Linked DNA regions of Gossypium raimondii: region 2 is linked to region 1. The links are chromatin contacts, called in public Hi-C maps. All regions are on one chromosome and are shown on one strand. Each heading gives the region's core, a stretch centred on a gene start, on an enhancer-like site or on the middle of the called end of the contact. The rest is flanking DNA. Distances are from core to core; before and after follow the strand shown. Region 1 holds the start of LOC105773273. Region 2 has its middle 19 kb from the start of LOC128042065.

Region 1 (4,602 bases), core at 528-3,027:
TGTTCCTTTTTCCCTCTAAAAGTTCTAGCTAATCATGTCTATAGTTATGTAATTTGGGCATGTTTAGCATAAAATCCAATCATATTGTATTTCTTCATTGTGATTATATGTTCAGAAGCGCAGACACCCCATCCATGATGCCTTTTGAGAGAAGATGAAGCTAAATGCTGCTGCTCACTGTGATGATCCTTGTCATTTTCATCAAATTCCAACTACAAAAAATGTTCTTTTAAAAAAACAAAATGTATGAACTTTAGAAGGGGACCCGGAAGTTTGATAAATAGTTATGAAGCAATTCTGTTCTGGGGATCGGGCTGTGAGCAAAGATCATCTCTGTTTATTCCTCTTGTGGATCTTGCAAGAGAAGACTTAAATCATAAGATGAGGGTTAAGGAGAGCTAATACAAGAGGATATCAAAGATTCAAGTCATAGATGCAATAGAAGTAGCTCCACGATGAGAATCCAAATCCGCTCATCCTCTCATCAAGATAACCAACAATCAAACCATGAAGTCCTAACCCTTATATTGCACTCTGGATTTTTCAGAACAAATGAACAAGAAAACAGCAGCTAAGAACAGAGTAGCCAAAAGAAACTAGTATATTCCATTTCGGAAAGACTTGTAACTTATTATGCTCCGAAAATAGGAACTTAGACGACCTAACTTAGCCTATATTAGCCTGAGGAAGATACTCCAAAAATGGATGACTCTTGCATCCACTCAAATATGCTAAGCAAATAAGCAAGTTGGAACCACCATTGAAACTCATTACTACAAAAAAAGTGAGGCAGACAAGTATTTTCAGGTTCACAACCAAGCACATTCTAACTATTGTTTGTCAGGATTCTCGGGTTCTTCTTCCTTTTCAGGATCTTCCTCCTCTTCCTCTTTCTTTTCTTCCTCTTCTTCATCTTCTTCCGGAGGATCGTATGGCATTGGTGGTGGTAATGGTGTCTTCATAGGGCTAAATTGAGGAAATATATCAGGTCTACGCCCGGGTTTAGGCCTCTCCCACTCCTGCCATTTAAACAAAGGAAAAAAAAACAATGAAAACATGTTTCTCAAATGATTGATTTATCTAAGCCAAACTGCCACTACCCATTAATCAAACACAACAAAACAGAGTATTACAGCAACAAACAAAAAAAAAAAAAACCATCATCTTAACTATTACTGCATAATGTTTTTTTGTTCACAAAAGCTGACCACAGGTATCGTATCATGTAGTTAGGGATTGCCCCGACTGCGAAAAACTTGAAATTTCCCAAACCCATCAGCAAGGAAATAAAAAACTAGTTACAGAGTATAAAGGACTTACAATGGGGAAATCGAGGGGATTGCGGCGAGTCAATTTCTCTTCCTCGGGAGCCATACAAACCACATGACGTGTCTTTCTCCTGCTCCGTTGATGGCCATTAGAGACTCTAAAGGCGAGGGGGTATCTGCAAATGACACCCGTGGAAGTGTAAGAAGAAGAGGTGGAGGTGGTTGAGGGCGGCGCTAGGGTTATGGACGGAGGGGATAAGGAGATGCAAATGAAAGATGCCATGGTATTTGGTGGGGTGTACTGCTTCCCAAGCTGGGGCGAAACAGAGTTAAGAAAGGGTCTTATACAAATCCGACCGCCTTTTCTCCAAGTCGTGCGCTACTCAAGAGTGGGTTTCTCAAACAATGACCATAACTCTAATTTCTGGTGGCTCAGCCCTCTCACTCTTTCAGATTTTATGTGTACCCCCTAAATAAAAACTAACTGATAAGTTTACTTTTTTGTCATTTAACTTTAAAAAAATTTCAGAACTCTTTCTACTTCATTTAAATATCTTCAGGTTGTATTTTTCCTGTATTTTCGTTTTCGGGATGCAATAGGAGGTAATAAGTTTTTTCATTTCTACATTAGAGAGTTATTACCAAATGGCGTTCTACATCAACAGACTAATTTTAATCAAAACCAGTTTTTCTGATGAAATTGCAAAATCTCTACTTTAAGATTCTATTGTCCATAGAACCATGGACCATGTTATATACCAAAGAGTCTTTTAACACTTTTAAAAGTTTCATTCAATAAAGCATCCATGCAAATACACCAAAGAACCCAAATAGTACTAGAGAAAGCTATAACTATTTGATTCAAGCCTTAAACTCTCCACCTCCCAAGGCGCTTCCTAGCTGCTAGTGGCACTCTCCACCTCAATGGGGCAGTCTGATTTTCCCCCTCGCTGTCTTCACTATCTAGCACTACTACCTTTTCAGATATTGAAGATTCTTGTTCCATTTCTTCTGCTCCTTTCTCCTTTACCTCCACATCAGCTTGCATGCTTTGAACAACTTGATGAGACTGCGGCTTCTGGTCACCCCTGCATCCCTGTTGCAGTTGTTGTGTTGAAGGAATTAAAGATAGCTTACGACCAAGCCCCTTTTTTTCAAGAGTTTGGGGCTTTGAATATGGCAAGTTTTGAACCGGCATCACATTCTCTTTGTTGTTCACCTGTTGTCTATGTGATGAGCCTTTGAGTCCCAGTGAAAGCTTTTTACCTACTGAACTAAGCTTCTCAGTTTTTTTATTGGCAGAGATGTTTTCGGCTCTGTCAACATGACTCTCTTCAACTGTCCCAAGAATTTTCACTTTTTCAAATGTTTGCATTGGTTCCATAGACCCAAATGGATCTTTCTGGCTTTGGCATAGCTTTGAACTGCTCTTTGTGCTGCTGTTTGCTGAATTACCATCTTCATGCAGGTCAAGTTGTTGATTGTGGCTAGCCTGAGAAAATGAGGATTCAGAGGAAGCTTGATGTTGGTAGAGTGATGATAGGTAATTTGGGTCCACATTCTCCTTGTTATCAAAATCGTCCTTGCACTGACCAGACACTATCGAAGATGATTTCCGCCCCTTTCCATTAACTTTTTCATGGTTAAGGTTGTATCCGCTCAACACATCATTTTCCTTCTCTCTTTTTCGCTTACATTCCATTTGAGTTCCCGATGCCGAGAGAAATAAGTTGTGATTAGGCACCTTCCGGTCAGCATCTTTTTTCTTGTTTAAGATTGTAGATTCCAGTGATAACTTTTGGCTAATGCCATGTGTTCTTTTATTGCTAGGACTAAGCTCCAGAGCACCATGGTTTGATGCTAGGTCCAATCCTTGAACTTCCACCTGCAATCAAAAGAAGTATGAAGAATAACGAATCCAAAACAAACAACATAAAAATCAAATAAATCAACTGCTAATACCATCGTTGAATCAACTTTAGTTTCCGTGCATTGATAGCTACAACTGCTTTCTCCAGCTCCAGCCTTGGCATATTTTTCAGTCATTGATCGTGCTTTTTGGTCAAAAGCTTGTCTATTATATTTGTATTCCCTACTCTGTAGATTCATCAACATATCAAAAGCAAAGGGAAAACATAGAAAAGAAAAGAAAATCAATTTATCTTGAGAGAAATTCTACTTACTGCTTCACACATTAGGCCATCATCAGGATTTGGTTCGCTGAGCAATAGCCTTATACTTGTAAGCACTGTTGAAATGTTCAATGATGGTTGCCATGCCCCCTGTTTAGATGAGGACCATACTCTTCATGTCACATATCATATATCAGGTACTTTAAAGAAACAAAACTTCCATTTTAGAAGTGAAATAGAAGAGAAATCAACGAGGCAAACATGGTTTTTTAGCATAAAATTTTCAGTGTCCTCTACTAAACTTACACATCAGACAGTCTATTCTTCATGTTTAATGGTCCCTGTAAACAATTGAAAGTTCAATAACCTTAAACTTGATTCCACTCGGATGAAGATCAAGGATCCATTATATTGCACATACGGTCAACAACATTCTTTGAGTGAATATAAATCTAAAGTTTTAAAGTTAGAAACTTAAACGGAACAATTGAGTCCTTCCAACCATCAGTTGAAAAGTTTTTGAAATAATCGTTTCACTGTCTCTTCAAATATAATAAAAGCATACAAAGGAAATTATGCAAGATAAATACTTAGTATCACTACAATTTTCTTGGGGACAAAAACAAAACTAACCTTGGGAGGAAGATTGAGAATGTCAAGGCAAATTCGACCTCCATTATCGATGTTCGGGTGATAAATTGGCGTCGCAAAAGTCACAATCGGAGGCTGAAGCGGATACCTTTAAGGCGAAAAAAAAACCCTCCTCCTTTTAATAGAAGAAAATGCGAAAGAAAAATTGAAATTCATTGTGCAACTTAGATATACCTTTCAGGTATCTGAATCTTAATCTTGAAGATTCCTTTGCTGTAAACAGTTTCTTCAGGACCTTCTATTTCTGTTAAACAACATCCAGATTTTGTATATTAATTATTTTAAATAATTTTTTTGGGTGAAGCAAAAGCGAGAGGGAGAATGAACATACGGGCGTGGATGGAAGAGAGATCAGTAATATCAGATTGTGAAGAGAGGGTAGGAAAGGAAGCGCCATGAGGAGGATCGACAAGAAGGAGCTTCAGCTCCTTTTGCATTCTTAGTTTTAGCCTTGCTTCTTGAGCCATTTGCTTCTTCTTCTGGTTTGACCTTTTTTGTTTTCTGAGCTTTAAAAATGAAATATTGGGGGATTATGATTTTTGAGCGGGCGG
Region 2 (4,602 bases), core at 1,313-3,812, 260 kb after region 1:
GCATACTACAGGTCAAATTTTGTTCCATAAAAAAGACAGGTGGTTGATGTGCTTGCAAAACCAATTACACTAAAATAATTTTCTAACTTTAGAGAAGCATTGCGAGTGTTGTCGAATGAAGATCAGTTCAACAAAAGTTGAAATACCAGGGGAATGTTAAGATAATTGTTGTTTGTTAATTCTGTTGCAATTTAGTTACTAGGAGTTAATGGGTTAGTGCTGTAATTATTGTTGACAGCAAGAATATCCTTTGTTGTATAAATACCCTTGCTCAAGTATTTTCAATAAATTAAAGATGTTTGATACCATGTTAAATTCAAACTTTTTCATCTATTGAAAATACTTGAGCAAGGGTATTTATACAACAAAGGATATTCTTGCTGTCAACAATAATAACAACATTAACCCATTAACTGCTAGTAGCTAAATTGCAATAGAATTAACAAACAACATTTATCTTAACACTCTATATGTGATAGATTGATCATTACGCTACTTTAGCTAATAACTGATGAATTCTTCTGACCAAAGCGGAATTCGACACGCTTAAATAATTGCCTTGTATATCCTTAAATAATGCATTGAAAATTTTCCATGTTTAATCAAATAAGGCCTAAAATTATAGTTATGGTCTAAAACAATTAATGCTTTCATAATCGAATCATGGTTAAATTAGTTAGACCATTGACTCTTAATTTTAATTGGTTCAACCAGTTAGACGGTAGATTTAAACGTCTATTTAAAAAAATAAAAATTTAAAATAGAAAAATATAGAAAAAATCCGTAAAGAATAAAAGAGAATTAAAATCTTTTATAAAATTTAAAGCACAAATAAATATCAATAATGACATAAACATCAATTCGAAATTCAATTAAAACATTAACAATATCATTCAATTGAAAAATGTTTAATAATATAAAAGTAATACTGTATTCGACTATTCATTTTCACATAAACAATCATGAAACTAAGTTTAACATTTTAATCAAGTTTAATATTTATAATCTATATAAAAGTACAAATTTGGGAAAGAAATTTGAATGGATAAAAATATTTTATTTTTTATTACATTATTAAATTAATATTTAAAATAATTATAAAATATATTTTAGTATTATTAACTAAAAAGTTAATAGAAGTTATGATAATTAAACATTAAAATAATAATTATTAAATTTTTGTAATAATTGAAAAAATTTTAAAAATATTATAATTTGAACCAAGTTCAAATCTTAGAGTTGTGGTTGTTGCGAGATAGTGGCAGAGCCAAAAAATTTTTTTGAGGGTGTCGAAATTACATTGTATATTTTTACGATAGTAAAGCTGCAATTTCACCATTTTAATAGTTATTTTTATAATTTTTAAATGATTAAATCAATTTTTTATTATTTTTAGGGGTTAAAATGTAATTTTACTATTATTAATTTAAATTTTTATAAATTATAAAGTTCCCAAATAAAAATTTTTCCATTTTAGAGGGGGCAGGGCCTCTGCCAGCCCCCTGGCTTTGCCACTATTGGGAGAGCTTTACTGAAATACTCTGGCCCGAACTAGATTGATCCTAAGCTATAAAACGGATGAAAACACGTGTGATTATAAAAAAAATAATTATATTTAATTTACATTTATTAATTTTAAAAAGTTTGATGTAAACAAAATTTTGCTAATTTTAAGATAAAATTATTAATATGATATTATGATATTAATTTTTGTAAGTTGTTTATATTATGTGAAGCAAACAATCTTAAATTCATGTTTTTATTTATCTATTATTTGTTTGGTGGAGGTGACAAATATTTTGTGGATTTTTTAAAAGAAATTCAAATTTCAAAATTATTTTTAATCGTTATTACTAAATGTGATCATTAATTTAATATAAATATTTTCTGTATTTACTTTCTTATATAATTCTAAATTTGTATATTATTTTAATAGTTTTACATACTAATTAAATTTTTATTTTCATTATATTTAAAACGTTATTTTTCTCTCAATTATTTTTCAAAAGTAGTTGACATTTAGTATAATCATCATTTACTTAACACAAATAAAGTTTGTATTCATAAAAGACATAATATTTGTTTGATCATTTGGTTTTTAAGCAATAAAAGCACTTAATACAAATTTTACATTTAATTACTATTAAAAATTTCAAGCACAATGCTAAAAATTTAAACTTAAGCATGGAAATGAAACTTATTTTCCATTAAATAAAGGAGCTTAATTCAACTAATCAATTAAATTCAATTTTTTTTTAGAAAAAATATAAAACTCACTTAAAACTCAAGTCAAATTTAATTAAGTTCTTAATTTATATCCTTATATTTTTAACTCAACTTGAACTCAATTAACTTCATTATATTCCGGCTCTATATTAGAAGGATATTTAGGCAGTAGGATGTATAAGTAAGTTAAATTTCAAAGGCTTTCCATTGCCATTAAAATGGTGGCTGCCATACCTTACTATTAAGATTTGCAGGTATTGATTGGGCGGATAATCACTCCTGAGATCTCAGACAAGTTTCTTGCTCTAACAAGAATTTCCATTGCCATTAAAAACTTAAAAAGAGGTCCAACTATTCCTCCAAAATTTGGATTGTAGGCCAGAGTTTATTTTTGGGTTAACAGATTTGGGCCGACTTTTGATGGGTTTCGGTAAGAATAGATAGCAAACCAGTTCTACTAGTTTTTATCTGTTCAATCAATTCCAATGCTGCGTTCAAGGGTGATTTTGAGCGTTTTACTCAAAACTTGATTTAATATCACCATTTATACTTAATGGATTCTTAATTCAACTGATCCGATAGATTAAGTTGATATAATTCCAATTACATTAAAAATAATTTTTAAACATTTTAGATGAGATTTACTCAATAAGCTTATTTTTTTGACGGTGTCAATAATATTCTAATTTAACTTTTTTCCTAATGTAATCCTAATTTTACTTTTGAAATCTATTTAATAAAAACAGAAAATTGTGCCACCATTATTGCATCTTTCAAATAATTTTAAATTAACATTGAAAATTTTCATTTACTCTCATAAAATTCCTAGATTTATTTAATAATCTATGATTATTTCTTGAGTGGTAAATTTCTTTTGTAAATGACATGAATGAAAATACTCAATGATTCACCTTTCTCTCTTGTTCTTTCTTCTATTTTTCTTTCACTCTAGTAATCTTTTTCATCTTACTTTTTAGTCTTTTTATTTATACTGATTCAAGTCTTCTTATTTATACCCATTTTTGTTCTCTATTTTCTCTTATTTCGGTTTTGGCCTACAACCCATTGGGAATTTGGAAGGAAAGGAGATTTCTGGGAAAGTAACTCTGATTTGGTTATATCACCTTTAATTTCTTTGTTTGGTTTTCCAAAACCCACCTTCCAATATTTTATCAATTTTAATTTTCATGGGAATCCCTCCCAACCTTTGTTTTGAATATCTAACTTTTGATCAAGTTTTTGGTGATACCTGTAATTTTTCTGTGGGACAGTCATTGTCTTTCACCAAATCAGAAGGTTAATATCAGTATTAGTTATGCTCGATTATGTCACTTATAATGTAGATAAGAAAATATATTATGAATTTTTTAAAAAATTATTCAATAATAATAATTATAGGTGCAATGATAAAAAACTTATATATAAGTATTATTAAATACATATTCGATCATTAAATATGTAATTCTTAATTCTTTAGTATTATGAAAATAAAAATAACATCATAAAAATAATATTAATCATCATTTAGTTCATAATACTTATTATTTTGTCACTTTAATCTTAATTTTTTAAAATCACTTTGACTTTGGAAAATTAATTGAAATATAAGTCAAAACATATATCATGATCATTATGATAATATTACGTTTGACTTAATCCCTTAAAATCATCTTACGTAATTTGCGGGATTCAATATTAGTTTTGAATCGGTTCCTTCTTGTTAGACTTTTTACCCTGAAAATATCATATTAGCAAACAAGTAATATTTGAAAACTCTCTTAAAAGGTTTTGGAGAAACTTCTAATTGTTGTCACCAGTTGGATTCAAAGAAACGATTTCCATTAGAAAGTTTTGGCAAGCTCAAACCAAAGGTTGATGATGTTTTTCAAATTTTGAAGAGGAGTGGCAACAACGCATTTAAAGTTGAATTGTACTATGACATGTTAATCCAGTCCTTTAACAATAGAATGTATTATTTTTTTGAGAGGGTTTTGTCATTCCTTCATAGAGAGTCGTGTACAATTCACAGATATGGTCACGTTATTTCTTCGTGGGTGGCCGTACATCATGTATAGTCAAGATGCCTTTCTTTGTGAACAATAAACAACTCTCTATGGAGGGGGGCAAAACCCTCCTAGGGGACAATACTTTCCATTATTGAGGGACTGAGTCGGCATTCCTTAAAGACGACATTTTGAAGACTTCTAAATAAAAGTGGAAATAAATTTGAGAAATTTCGAAAAATAAATTTAAGTTTATTTTTAATTTTAAAAAAAACATGAAAGAGATATATATATTTTTTATTTTTTCATGATTTTTGGAAAATTTTAAAGATTTTTTGGAAATTTATTTTTTGAATTTTTCTTATAAATTTTA

Evidence for each region. A called contact is a pair of places that touch in the nucleus more often than the background predicts.
Region 2: a contact with region 1 is called in a Hi-C map of leaf, with 2.6 times the contacts expected there. The contact joins the enhancer-like site here to the promoter of LOC105773273 in region 1. A contact is called at or near these places in 2 of 2 Hi-C or Micro-C datasets (both in leaf).

Annotation. Positions count from the first base shown.
Region 1 is chr6:9,150,615-9,155,216 of ASM2569854v1, forward strand. LOC105773273 reads right to left here and starts at 1,778. Exons shown (of 3, transcript XM_012595020.2): 1 at 1,321-1,778; 2 at 1-1,019. The coding sequence starts at 1,551. The coding sequence ends at 831. LOC105773272 reads right to left here. Exons shown (of 6, transcript XM_012595019.2): 1 at 4,383-4,602; 2 at 4,226-4,295; 3 at 4,034-4,139; 4 at 3,452-3,550; 5 at 3,231-3,365; 6 at 1,981-3,153. The coding sequence starts at 4,518. The coding sequence ends at 2,137.
Region 2 is chr6:9,406,684-9,411,285 of ASM2569854v1, forward strand. No RefSeq gene overlaps it. Among protein-coding and RNA genes, the nearest start is that of LOC128042065, 19 kb to the left of the region's middle. Within about 2 kb of position 2,563, the one cell type or tissue checked has open chromatin away from gene starts, as enhancers often do. A contact at or near this core is called in leaf, where this site is marked.